Linked DNA regions of Triticum aestivum: region 2 is linked to region 1. Evidence: chromatin contacts called from public Hi-C data. All regions are on one chromosome and are shown on one strand. Each heading gives the region's core, a stretch centred on a gene start, on an enhancer-like site or on the middle of the called end of the contact. The rest is flanking DNA. Distances are from core to core; before and after follow the strand shown.

Region 1 (7,340 bases), core at 2,411-4,910:
TTCTTTTGTTTCAAGTTTCAACAATTGAGTAAGCCAAAACTGGCATTGCACTAGTCTTTTGTTTCTTAGCCTCTCTTTGCGTGGCATATACTCAGCTAACCATATTGTTTAACTCTTAATGAATTAAAGAAAATGGAATCATTCAACAGTCGTATGAAATAATAGATGTCATTATTAAGACTATCCGCCCCCAGCAATTTTCTGTGGTTGATACAACCTTTATACGCATCTAATCCACAGTTCATCACCATGCCTCTATTATTGGTGCTAATGACTTCTGCGCATATACAAATGATGACCAGAACGAATGATAATAGAGATGGCACAGCTATGTGACGATCCGACGCAGATTAAATCAGCGCTGCAACATACCCCCTCCGTCTTAAAATAAGTGTTTCAAGTTTAGTACACCTTTATTGGGATGGAGGGAGTATATAGGTGTCACACGACACCATATCGCTCTTTGATTTGTTTTGTCAGAATTGATTATGATTAGCAAGAGTGGTTTACGATTAGATTAAATCGCACACAAGGAAATGCATCAACTCTCAACTAATGTTGTTGACACAAATCATAGGGAACAGCAAATCAAACTACTTGTCCCGATTAATTACGTACTCCCTCTGTCGACACAGATTTTTAGGACATGATAGCAAGCGAGGATGGAATCTAGGCAGTCCATCCATGCTATAAGATTAGGAATTAATATAGTGATTGATGAATACCCGAATGATACATCAGGTTAATTCAGCAAATACACGTACATGTGTTGGTGGCTAGCCATCTTAAATGGAGCTGGATACACACGCATGCACATGCAGAGTACTCCCTCCGTTCCTAAATATAAGTCTTTCTAGAGATTTCACTAAGAGATTACATACGGATGTATAAGACATATTTTAGAATGTAGATTCACTTATTTTGTATGTAGTCTCTTACTGGAATCTCTTAAAAGACTTATATTTAGGAACGGAGGGAGTACGACCCTGCATGTGTTTGTCATGTTAATGTGACACGAATAATTTAAAATGCTGGTCAACAATGTTTAAAGGTGCATGTCTTGAATACGTACGCCTTGAATGGCATTTAACAAGTGTGGCCCTGCCGTTTTTGTTTTGGTTTGTTTTGCCCAAGTTCTTTTTGCCCGTGTATAATTGAGTTGTACTGTTATATTAGTTCATCAGTGCTATGTGTTCATGTTAATGGTGTAGTATTATCCCCCTAAAAATGAATGTAAACAACATACACATATTGCAGTAATTAATAAAAACATTCAAGGGAAGGTAGCGCAAAACAAGTCTTTGGTTCTGAAAATTAGGCACGATAGATTAATTAGCGCATACTGCTGGAATACTCCTACACTATACAACCTTCTTCAACCTGACAGTCGGGAGAAGATAGAAGGTGACCATAGCATCAAGCTCCAGCGATGGCAGAAGGTTAAGGGTTAAGCGTTTGTTAATGTTCTCTACTATATATAACAAGACCTCTGAGAACATACCCAGCCATTATATTCAAGGCATCAGATCAAGGGAGAGAACACCCTCATCGTTCTGTTCATTTGGTAGAGCTAATTAATTAATGTGTGACATACAGGAGGAGCACATGAGACCGCGAGAACCAGGGAGAAGGATTACTGAAGGGGCTGGGGGATGCAGACTAGTGGTCTGCTCCAAATAAATGAAAGAGTAACTCCGCTTGTCAGATTGGTGGGCCATGATCACTAATTGACCTTAGGAATACTTTGCCCTAAGAAATGCTTACCTGGTGAGTGTATTACAACCGCACGAGTCATGTGGGAGCGGATGGGGGTGATACCGACCTCGCGTGGCACCATGTCCACTCGCGATTTATGCTCCATCTGTCCCATAATATGTGTCTAAAACGCTTTTTTTTGGGGGGGGGGGGACTGTCGATCTATTTATCTTTAATCATGGTAGTACAATGAACGTAAAAAAAATACATCCAGATTCATAAACCACCTAACAATGACTACGAGCACTGAAGTGAGCCGAATACGCGCCGCCATCATCACCCGTTCCTCGCTGGAGCCGGACACAACTCCTACGGACGGAGAATCTTGGAACAGGTACATATAAAAAGAAACATGTCACATCGATCGGGTGATCAATTGTTTTTTTTTGCATGGTAATACGTGTTTCATTCATATCATAAAGAACAAACTACAATTCACGTAAAGACCGACATGACAAAACTCGAAAGATAGCAGAACATCTCTGAAATTGACACCAACGTCCATCACCTGCCTCCGGCACCACCGCAGTAGCCACCGAAGAAAAGAATGACGAATCACCTTCTCACCCGAGCTCGACGCGGCTCCATCGCTGATATGCAGCTTTGCGGACCTCCAAGGTGGCTCACAAAAAGTGAAGCCCTTACAGTTGAACGAATCAAACCGGTGCAACACCCCCGACACGCCATCGAACTCCAGATCTAGCACCCCACCACGATTAAAACGCCGAAGGAGGAAACCATATCTATCATCCATGAACCACGAGCCCAGCACATGCTCCATTTTCCAGATATCGTCGATGTAGACCACAATCTGCATCCGCTCCTAGACTACCTCCCAACCTCCACGCAAACGCTGGAGCAAACGCCATCGCAACAGCGGAGTCCGAGGACACAGGTCCACCACGAGTAAGCCGCCGCCGCCACGGCATCCTTGCTTGAACAGACTGGTTTGCAAATCCATCCTCAACCATAGGACCGATGGCCTCGTCAGGAAAGGATCCGAAGAAAGAATTTTTATTCAGCGTTGTCATCGTCGCCGCCGAAAAAAAGACGATGAACAACCTAAAAACCTAGACTACAAGAGAGTAAAAACGATCCACACGCGTGGATCCGGCGACCCCCTACCACCGACGACCGAGGTCGCCGGCGGAGCGGAGCCGCCGGAGAGCGGCGTTGGAAGATCGGCCTCCCCTGGCAGTGGCTCGGGTTCCAGCAGCCAGGGACGAGAGGAAAACAGGGACCCCGAGCCTGAAAATGCAGATCGGTCTATTGTTTGGCGGGATGATCAATTGGTTGATTATGTAGGAATGAACAACGCGCGGTAGCTATACCGTACCACCACTACGAACGGAGCACATACATATACGAATACGATGTGAATAGTCAATCGATCGTCGTTTGTCAAAGGCTCCGGAAAGAAGATGGGCACGCGGAACGTGGTTACGTACGCAGCTGCACGCACATGTCTAATTTTAATCTGCAAAGCAGGTAATTTGTTTTCTCATGAGCGTGTACAAAGTACGTCTGACATGGTAAGCATGGAGGATGTGTCATGTGACTGAAGCCTTTTTAAATTTTCGTGGTGAGGGGGGCACGTGGTTGGAGAATATGTGTTCATGCATGTGCGTGCCACATGATGCAGTCGATCACACTTTGACCGGCCACCTGTGTGTGTAGTCCAGTGTTTTAACGTGTTGCACCTGCACGCCAAACACGCCCATACGCACAATACCTACCGACGATTTTTGCAGTCTCCAAATGCGCGTTCCCGGATCCCGGGCGGTCGGTCTATCATGGCGGGCGTTCACTGTAGGCAGCAGCCGTTGCCGTTGTGATAGCAGCAGCTGGCGAGGGGTGACAATCGGATGGAAACGTTGGCTTCCGGCGGACCGGCCGAAACAACGCGCCGGTCGCTCGTGCGTAGTAGGATTTATTTGGATCCATCATGGTTGCTTGTAGCGCCATGTGTGTCCTATGCGGGGGCCCAGCCCACCGACACCCAGCGGCCTTATCCCTTCATCCTCCACCATTTTTCCCTAAATCCCTTCTAATAGCGCACTCTCTCCTCGCAAAAGCCCCCTACCGGCAAGAAGCAGTATGGACATGGTGAGTTCGCCGCAAATCGTGATTTGGCCCACCCCGTGCCGCCACTTTCTTTTTTCTGCTGCTCACGTGCTTTTCTGGTACGACGACCCACGAAGCTGTAGGGGTTGGCCGAGACAACGGCTGCGATGACTTCGCCGGCGATGACGCCCCCGTGCGCGACGGCCGCCCCGCCATGGTTCAAGCTCCAAGCCGAGCAGGCTTCGTGCTCAAGATTTGCTGGAACCGGTTGACAACAGAGCTGCAAACATGTTCAAGATTTGCTGGAAGCATCTGCAGAAAAGCTAGAACCATGGAGACAACCTGGAACCGGGTCAGGCGTTTTTTTGCTTCATTGAATTTTTTGCTAGAACCGGCACTTGTTTTTGCTGGAACCGGCAACAAAAAAAGCTACCTCCGATGACGTGATTTGCTGCAATGGCAACACCGAAGTTTTATGGTGGCGACCAAGGTGTTGCGATTTTTTGCTACTACCGGAAGCATGAAAAGCTACCACAGGCGGTCATTTTTGCTACAACCGGCAATGAAAAAGCTACAATCGGATATGTGATTTGCTGCAACGGCCACGGCGAAGTTTGTGGTGGCTACGGCGGCGCTGGTATTTTTGCTGCAACTGACAGCGGGAAAAGCTACAACCGACGAAGGTTGAAGCAAATCGTGGTCGCCGCCATTACTGTCGACATGAATGGTTGTAGGGATTCCTGTCACCGGTCGTAGTAAAAATGAACAATGGTTGAAGCAAAATATACGTGGCGGGCCCTGCGTGACGGTTCATTTTTTCCTTAATTATCGTTTGCCTTATCTTCTACCTTTCTTCTACCTCCCGCCTGCATTGAGTGCTACTCCTGCTATAAAATTGTTGCATCCGAATGTACAGATGCTGCAACCGATGAATCCAAAAGCTGGAACCGATGAATAAAAACATAGGGGCGGCGGAGACGTTGAAACCACCGATACGGGTGTTACAAAAAAAGCTTCAAGCCTAGATCGAAAAAGCTTCATTCATCGACAGCGGAAGCTTCAACCAGCTACTGCCAAACTGGAAAAGCTGCAACCGTACTTAAAAAGCTTCAACCATAGGTGAAAAAAGCTTCAACCAGAAAATATACAAAGTTTCAACCGGGCACTGCAAAATGAAAGGAGTTGCAACCTTTTACAGACAATCGACACGGTGGAAAGCTTCAACTTGTGAAAAATGCTTCAACCGGCATGGAAATAGCTTCATCCGGTGTGAGAAAAAACTTCAATTGAACGCGCCAATGGTGTGAGTGGCGACGTTGAGAGTTGCGGCTGGCCGCACGCCGATGCAGTGACGGATGTGCTACGATGGCGGCTGCTAGGTCCTGCAACGACATAGGTGTCGGCCTGCTACAAGAGGGCGGCATTTTTCTACGGGGCGACTACTTCGTGCTGGACTAGCAAGGGCGGATCTGTGAACGACGACCACTGGCGACGAGGGCGCCCGACCACTACGACACCAAGGGGAATGCTGCAACCTTGCTACGACAAGATGCAACCGTCTCACAATGGAGCTGCAACTGGTGACGCGGCGGCCGCGACCAGTGATAGGGAAAGCTGCGATCGCGGTGAGGGAAGTTGCAATCGAGGACAAATAAAGCTACAACGGGCATCCAAAAAAGCCTACAATCGGCGATAGAAAAAGCTTCAACCGGAGATGGCAGGGTTGACCATGGTGCAAGTGGTGACGCCGAAGGAGCTGCGCGGTGGTGCATGGTGCTGCTGGAACGGCCGTGTGGCGCGCTACTACTGCGGCGACTAGGTGCTACAACGAGCAACGACTCCTGCGACACGCAATGCTCGAAGTTGTGAGACCATGGGACGGCTGGTTGGACGCCACCGACACCTATGCCGCGACATACGAGCGGCCATGACTGGAGGCGCTGGGCCGGTGACGCACACTAGGGCCGGCGTCCAGCGTTGAGTGCGGGAGGAGTAAACGATCTCTTCATTTTCTGGCGTCAAGTACGGCAACGCATGGATTATGGAGTAATAACAGTTTATGGAGTTATTAATATAGTATAATCAAGAAAAAAGGACGACTGGCCCACATGATGTACGATCAAACGGATTAAATTAGTTTGATCGAACGGTTATTAGCTGACCGGCGCGCGCTTCCGCCGGTCCGCCGGCGCCTAGCATCGGCCCAATCGGATAGGGCATCTCCTTTTGTTCTGTCGACATGCGCTGCACACGTTAAGGTACGCACGCACGCGTCACTCGTTTCGCGATCAGGACTGCTGTTCTGGGCGAGAACATTTGAATGCGTACAACTGCAGCGCGAAAGGTGCCCCTCCCCTTCCGGTTCCTTTTCTTCAGCGGTCCACGCGTCCCTTATCCACACCGTTCTTTTTCACCTCATCTTCGTCCACCCTATGCTGTTCCTTGCGTTTCATTTCAAAATATTTGTCATGGTTTTAGTTCAAATTCAAATCCAAACTAAAACCACGACAATTATTTTGGAATGGAGGTATTTATATTGGGTACAGAGGTATTTTTATTAAAAATGAAGGCATGCCCCCGGCCTCTGCATCATGATGATGCATGCAACCATTTTATTAAAAATCCACGAAGTATCGTCATAATAGTCTTACACCTCTCAAACGGAGCAGAACAAAGTAAAAAAGGAAAATTACATGCTGACAAAGACAACCGATACGGTAATATGAAGGATAAGCTTCCTAGACTCCTATCATGTTATGCGAGCGCATCCTAACCGGTTGAATATAACCCAAGCTAACATCTCTCATTGGTTGCACCCAGTAACCAAAGGCTCTAGAGTCCATAGGAGTGAGTAAGGACCACGTACGGATCCAAGTTGTAGCTCTGAAGATGACCTGCAAGAAAGTTAAAGTGTGTTGGCTGTTAAAAATCAAATCATTCCTGCAGTTCCATATAGCCCATAATAGCGCACATATTCCAACCCGAATACGAGCCGCAGTAATCTGTTCAAGCCCAGCTAACCACGTCCCAAACAACGACACACTATTGACTGGAGGATTAATGTTGAAAGCTATATGAATCGTTCTCCAAAGTAACTTGGCAAGTGGGCATTCAAGAAATAAGTGTTGTATTGTTTCATCATGATCACAAAAACAGCACCGCGAACTTCCTACTCATCGCCTTTTGATTAAGTTGTTCTTTGTGAGTATCACTTGCTTGTGGACGAACCACATAAAGATTTTAATACGCAAAAGAACCTTAACCCTCCAGATTTGCAACGATCTTGAGATTGGCCCATAATTAATCAAATCCATATAGAGTGATTTCACCGTAAAAATCTCATTCTTAGTTAACTTTCATTGTGTCGAATCCGGCTGGTCGGAGAGTTTAACTTCTATCAATCTCCGAACCAAATGCATCCAGGCAGTCCATCTCTCACCAACTAACACACGTCGGAACTGAATGTTCAAGGGTATAGTTTGAAGGACTGTGCCTATGTAATCCTCTTATGTTGCACAATA
Region 2 (7,340 bases), core at 2,482-4,981, 55 kb after region 1:
AATCCTTAGGAATTTTTTGATAGAATTAATTTGTACTCCACTCTGAGGAAAATTTTCCATCTATTGAAACCTCCCGGTAGAATTTCTTCGTTTTTTCTATGCTATCAATCATTCTTCCATCTAAATTCCTATATTTTGTAACCCTATAGGATACAAGAAGACATGCTTTACGTTCCTGTGTTTTTCCTATTCCGGTGTTTTGAGAATTATGCAAATCAACGAGGCATAATTTCTGTGTTAATCAATCCGCCGTTGCGCACATCCATTCCTGTCATATTCCCATGTCTTTCGTATTCCCACGTTTTTATAATTTTGTGAACCTAAATTCTAAAGGAGTCTCAAAATTTGGTCAATTTTACCATTTATTCTAGTGAAATCTATTCAGAGTAATTTCACGAATTTAAGAACCATGAGTCGTTTCGACGAGGACCCGAAGGACACGCTATTGGTGTGATTTATGGACATATGGTCATTGATGTATACCAACAATTGTGACGTTTTCCCATCATGTACACCAATACATTTTTTTTCATAATAGTCTCTCGTAGGCCATTTTCACGCCAACGAGAGACATGCAAGACGGAAATAATGACAAAGTGCGTCTTGTTCCTTCTGCCCTTTGCAAGTGGCCGTCGTTGATCCTCGTACATTTTGGCAAGCAGTGTGTGAAAACCGGAGGACATTTTGGTGATCCACCAGCAGCAGTTGACCCACCGCCCCGGTCATTCGTGCAGCGTCCCAATCATGGCTCGAACTGCACCTTCTGGTCCGAAACGAGTCTCTCTCCGACGGCGACGCCGCGCACCGATTGATCTACCGGCAAGTGGACGGGTTGCTTTCCCCTCGTCCTGACGGCAATGCAATCGCAGTCTAGCCTCTAGGGGCAGCTTGTTCAGGGTGCCGGCGTGTGGAAGAAGAGGCAGACCGCCGAGCAGTCGTCGACGGCGATGCCCCGCCGCTTGCGCCTCCACCCGCGGACGGCGCACTCGACGAGCCGCTTCGCCGCCTTCTCCCTGTCCGGCGTGGCCGCCACGATCCGCACGGCCTCCTCGTTGGAGAGCACGTCCCAGACCTGCCGAAGATGTTTGCCATGCATGATCAGTCTGCTGTACTAAGAATAGAAATTCTTTATGTAACTGTGCAAGAATTCGTCGCTTACCCCGTCGGTGGCCAGGATGACGAACTGGTCCCGGGCGGTGATCCTCCTCTGTGTCACCTCCGGCGCCGAGATGACGCCGTAGTCCTTGACGCAGTAGTCGCCGAACGCGCGCGACATGGCCAGCCCCGGCGCCTCCCGGTGGGGCACCCACACCCGGTGCACGCCGGGCTCGTCGTCGAGGCAGTGCACGCGGCCCTGGCACTGCGTGATGCGCGCCTTCTCCTCTGCAAACCAGATTTGACCGTGGGTGAGCAATGGCCGTCTCAACAATGGCCCAAACAAGAACACGCGTGCGTGAGGCATGTGCTGTCGGTATTCTAGCTAGTCTCCTCACGACGACTTACGGGGTAAGTCGGGCTTGAAGTCGACGGTGAGCTGGACGGCCGTGACGTCCCCGTCGTCCGACGTGGTCGCAAGGACGGCCCGCGAGTCGCCGACGTTGGCGACCACCATCAGGTCGCCCTGCTTGACGATGGACAGAGCCGTGCAGCCGCTGTTGACGGCGTCGAGGCGCCGGCTTCGGCGGAGCTCCTCGTCCACGGCGGCGGCGGCGGCCAGGTAGGACTGCTTCAGGAGGTCGAACTGGCAGTCGCTGAGCCTCTTCTCGCCGTCGATGAGGGACGTCAGCGCGACGGCTTCCTGCCAGTGGCACAGAAGCGACTGCGGCAGCGACTCCCGGACGGCCTTGGCGACGTAGTGGCCCCACTGGCCGTGCCCGTCGAAGACGCCGCAGAAGATGGTGTCGTCCTGGCACCCGTATCCCTGGATAGACAAGAGAACACACAAGCAAACAGAGCCGTAAGAAATCGAGAAGAAACGAAAATATTGAAATCTCCTTTTCTTATCGAAATCGAGAGGAAATGAAGATAGTGAAACGATGGGTGCAAATTTACTGTGCATGACAAATACAAATCCAAGATTTCGGCGTGCCGTGATAGATTTTATCTTTTGCGGGGAGTGACATGATCGAATTGAGACAAGCAACTGAACCAGCCGGTCCTTTTTGTGCTGGTAGGCCATCGTTGTCCATTTTTGCGGAACTGAATAGTCAAATAAGCTCGTGTTTCTAATCTAGTTCAGTTTAAGGGAGTGTCTATTTCTAAGCCGATTGACGTATTTCTAACCCGATAACTTACTGTCGGTTTTTTATCCAACAAAAAATGGTTAATTACATGTTTCGTAAATTGATGAAATATAATGGATTTGCAGTCTGAAAAAATAGCAAATTTGACCATCGCAACCAGTATGTTTAAGGTGTTTATAACTGTCCAAAGCAACTCTGGATTCAGATACCAAGAAACCCAACACCTTTTTCGCTCCAACAAATCAAGACACGTACCATCCCTCTTTTTGGCAGATACTAGTACTACAGGATGAAACGCCTAGAGGCAAAAGGCAAGCGCCGTATCCAAGAAACTTGTGAACAACATGATCTCAAGAGGCAACACGTAATCTGGTGAATGGCCTAACAATAGTTTGGCTGTACCGAATACTACCACAAAACCGAACTGAACCATCTCACTCATAAAAATATCAGAAAAATGGTTAGGTAAAACAACGGAGGGAGACGGGATCCAATCTCTATTTTATTGCGTGCACACGCAAGGCAAGCACATGAAAACTGATTTATTTCTTCTGTGGCCAGAAATGAGAAGAAGAAGCCAGCGACTAGTCCCAAGTCCCAACGCTGTACCCTCACCATTTTCTGTGGAACAGAGACCATGTCGCCGTCTCATCTTGGCCACAATTTTTAGAACCAATTCCGCCTCTCGAGTAGCAGAAATTTATGTTTGGAACGCGGGAATTAAATTGTGTGGCAAGAAGCTCCGTGCGGTGTTGTTGATCTTTGACTACACGCCACCAGTAATATGTTGTGATAACCATTAACCAGCGTAAAAATTCATCCACATGCATCAGAGAGCAAGCAGGGAAGAAGCAGAGCAGCGGCCGGCAAACTCACCTCCCAGACGATGGAGGTGTCCTGGTTGGTGCCCTTCTCGCCGCGGCGGGAGCACACCGCGGCGAAGGTCTCGGAGCCCTCGCCCCAGAGCGTCCCCGACGACCGCAGCACCGTCCCCTGCGGCTCCTCCGCCTCCTTCCTCTCCTTCCCCAGAGACATGGAGCGGGCCAGCCCCTGCAGCATCGACGAGATCTGCCGCATTCTCGCTAGCCAAGATCAAAACCCCCCGCTCTCGATCAGTACAGAGAACCTTCTTCCTCCTCCTCCTTCCTCTCTTAGTTTCTCGGTGCTTGGTACTCGTGGTGTTCACGGGCAAGAACAGAGCAGAGGCTAAGAAGGAAGCAGGGTTTCTTTAGCTTGGGAGATGTCCCGGTCGGCCGTTTCTCCTGGATCTTTGTTTTGCTTTGGATTGAAGAGACGAGCTTGGAGTGGATATCTGGATAGGATCGGCCGGCTCGACTTCTACTTCACCAAGGAAGAAAGTGTGGAAGGAGAAACAGCAAGCGAGGATTGCTGGACTGCGGTGAGGCGACCGATGAACAAGGGAAGGGGCGCGCAAGGGAGGCGAGACCGTGAGAATTGTGGTGGAGGTGAAGTGAAAGCTTGGGTGGGAGCTTATAAAGGAGAGGGGAGAGGGAGGGAGAGCCGTGGGTGCAGGGAAAGCTCACACACACCATGCAGATGCAGGCGAAGCCGAGGCAGCCACACGGTGTGTCCGCCCGTCCGCCCGTCGCTTCCACAGCAACACAACACAGCGACGCGTGCGTTTCCGCTGGGAACGGGAGCGGGACGGATCCTCGGCGAGTGCGTGTTCCGTCGCGCCCGCCTTTTGGTCGATGTGGATAAGCAGTTGTGTGCGCCCCGCTCTGGGATGTGCACAGACCGACGTCGACGGTTATGATGCGCAATGGCGTGTCCGAGCCCAGTAGAACGGATGGGTGTAGTTTTGGGTCTTGCTGAACTTTTGTCTCCAACAAGCGTCTTTGCTTGCTATCTTTGGGACGATCTACGTAATAAATAAAGAATATGTTGCGCAAAATCTTAATAATGTATACCCATCTACAGGCGGATTTGGTTTATGTCCCTTGATGCCTCTTTAACGTCGCGGAATCGTAAAGTATTTGTGGTCGATCATGTTCTCTTATTTGTTTCTTCCTCTTCTTTAAGTATCTTGGGGTGTATACAATATTTCTTTGTTGTAGTGCTTGTACGCGTATCCCTGTAATATTTATTGTCTATTATTACGTCCGTCCAAAAATGCTTGTCCTAACTTTATCTAGATACGACGCAGGGAGTACTAGAATACATCGCACACCTAAAATAGTCTACAACATACCCTTACGTGACATTTATGTTGTGGGGAAAAAACAGAGGAGCAGAAGCTTAGCTCCCCTCTCGCACAAAATATGGGCGAGCTTATGGCTCTTGCGCGACTTTTGTCTCGAACAAGTCTTTTCCTTGCCGACTTCAGGACAACGACAATCTATGTAATAAGAACTATGATGCGGAAAATGTGTAGGTGATCGATGGGACGGTTGGCTACATCTTGTGCCGAGGTTGATGGAAGTGAACCTCTCTAATGAGCTAGAGATGAAACCATAAAACACCCCCTTCTCAAATGACCTCTTGCTAAACTTTTATGGCATACGATTCATGTAGTCTTTAATATTAGCCCTCCAACTAGTATTAACATCTTATTTGGGACGTGGCTGGATGGAGTGGAGCCAAGTACTGCAGGACATATTGAGATAGAAATATGCACATTACTTTGGGTTATATGGAACTGCATAAATGACATGATTTTTAACAGACAAACTCTTATAATTTTTTTATTGGTTATATACAGAGCCATAACTTGGATCCGTCTGTAGTCGTTACTCACGAGAAAGCCAAGAAGCATACGTATATTGAGTGCAACCGTTAGAAAACGGTAGCACCAGATACTTACAACCGGTTTGGATGACGGTCTAATAATCTTTGTTAGGAAAAGGAGGATAGCCTCCGGCCTCTGCATCAGAGTGATGCAGAGGCCGAGGATAACCCTCCTATTCAAAAAAAAGACGTGAAAAATGTTAATACAACTATACAACCGTTTCACAACAATTTCTTTTTAATCTGCATGGAGATGGTATATTTTTCAAAAGAAAAATAAAAGAGAACACTTTTAACTTTAAAAAAAACCCGGAAAAATACATGCGTACCACATTTCTCTAAACTTTCATGGTGAAATATGTTTTTGGTGTGAGCTCCACAAAAATACAAAATGATGTATGTCTATCGCATGCGCTATTAACTATAAAATTTTGCGACTTTGTGTGTGTGTGTGTGTGTGTGTCGCACCAAAATGTATTTCTTTTTTTTATAGGTTCAGAACCTTGTTTATTTCTTGGCAAACAAAAAACCTTGCTTATTTATTTTTATTCCAAATGAATGGTACCGAGCAATCAAACATTTTGCGAATAATATTCTCCGCATCTTTTTTCCTTTTCTTTTGGTCAAATCAAATCATAGTTCCAACTAGCAAATGCACGCAACGAAATTTCGATCCGTGCAACCGTCAGCTGCAGCAGCAGCAATACTAAAAGCTATCCATATACAGTTGATATGCTTGTTTATCCCATTCCAACATCTCAGCAAGAAAAGGGGATATACTATTTGAGAGAGGGCAGAAGGTCTTGGTGACCCTCTCAGCCACGAGCCGGCGGGTGATCTCCACCGTGTGCGAGCACTCAAGGAGCATAGAAAATGCTTCTTCCGGAGGCAGACGATCCCTCCTTTGATCGCTACCCTGCGCCCGTCAACAACCGCACAAGAACGAACTTGGGCACCGCACAGGCAGGCGTCATGTCATTTCGTTTTCCACCATGCCGCCGGATGCCGCCCGTTGTACGTGGAGAGCCGCACATGTTGGCTTGTGCACTGGGGAAGCCCCCTCCACCGGTTCGGCAACACGTGACCTGGAGCAGCGTCTTGCCGGATATCTCGTGGCCGTGGTGGTGCGGGGGTTCTTCTTTCTGTTGGGCTGCCAGGCGATGGCAACAGAAAACTGGCTCAAATGCTGAGTGATGTTAGCATCCTTTCCGCGTGTTGCTTGCAACGAGACGATGCACTGGAGCGGCATCTCATTACTAGCAACATATATGGCCGTATGCATCATGCTGATGCAGAGGCCGGGGATCCCCCTTTTCGAAAAAAAAATTACTAGCAACATATTGGTGGCCTGTTTGGTAGCGTGCACACCTTTTGCGTTTTTCGGGAGCCTGGTTGAGTTGAAATACGTGGTAAAAATCATGTTGTGCACGTACTTTGGTAGACTGCTTAGATTGGCTGAGAAGAAACACACACATGAATGTTTGGTAACAATCATTTTCTCTTGAGATGCCACGTGCTGCTGTTTGGGATTAATCTCACCTCTTATTCCTGTGGAATTTACCTCACGCGAAAACAGGTGATGAAGCAAGAAGAGAAAAGCCGGCTCGAGGTGGAAGAAGGTGTGGCAGCCCTCAGATGCTCATCCAATATTCATGAAATCAAGTAGACGCGAATTGTTTTTCAGGCAACTGACGTTCGGGTGTGGCACGTTTGTACAACCAGTAGGAAGATGTAGATCTACTTGTCTACGAACGTTGAAAAAGAAAACGTACAACATGGGCGTGTAGTAGTTAAAGAAAATTTCAAACGGTGTCCAAATGCAAAGATTTTACCTAGTTTCATCGATTCATAACATGCACACATGAACATGCTTGTGTGGTCCAGTAGGAGGTGTGGATCTATCGTGTACGATCGTCGAACACAGAATATGTGCAACACGAAGTGCATGTGAAGCAACAAGATGAATCTAGTGGTCAAATGAAATTTCAAACGGTCGACTGGGTGTGATGATTTTGCTGAAATTCGTCTCAAAATCCTCATGGAATTGAAGATTTACAATCCATGAGATTAGGAACTGACCGTCTGAATGAAACCACAACTTTAATGTGCATTGTTTTTGTGTAGAGCTTATTTGAAATAAATCACCATTATGTAGATTAGAAGGGATCATGTGAAGTGTATTGAAAGTGGTGAGTGGAACAAAACACGTGCAAACCCATACTACCAAAGCCGCACCTGCGCTCGAGTTGCATCACTCGGGTCTGGCTCTAGAAAAACGATTGATTTGAGCGTTCCTCCAAAGCCATACCCAAAGGTGCTTTAAGCACAGTCCCATGCAAGGCCAACAGT

The links. Hi-C and Micro-C count contacts between places; a contact is called where the count stands out from the background.
Region 2: a Hi-C map of leaf shows a contact between it and region 1, with 2.2 times the contacts expected there. The contact joins the promoter of LOC123129468 here to the enhancer-like site in region 1. A contact is called at or near these places in 2 of 5 Hi-C or Micro-C datasets (both in leaf).

What each region holds. Positions count from the first base shown.
Region 1 is chr1B:435,785,646-435,792,985 of IWGSC CS RefSeq v2.1, forward strand. No RefSeq gene overlaps it. Among protein-coding and RNA genes, the nearest start is that of LOC123129457, 22 kb to the left of the region's middle. Within about 2 kb of position 3,661, at least 2 of the 8 cell types and tissues checked have an H3K27ac peak or open chromatin away from gene starts, as enhancers often do. A contact at or near this core is called in leaf, where this site is marked.
Region 2 is chr1B:435,840,674-435,848,013 of IWGSC CS RefSeq v2.1, forward strand. LOC123129468 (probable protein phosphatase 2C 48) reads right to left here and starts at 3,732. Exons shown (of 4, transcript XM_044549624.1): 1 at 3,120-3,732; 2 at 1,504-1,921; 3 at 1,160-1,383; 4 at 446-1,072. The coding sequence starts at 3,320. The coding sequence ends at 893.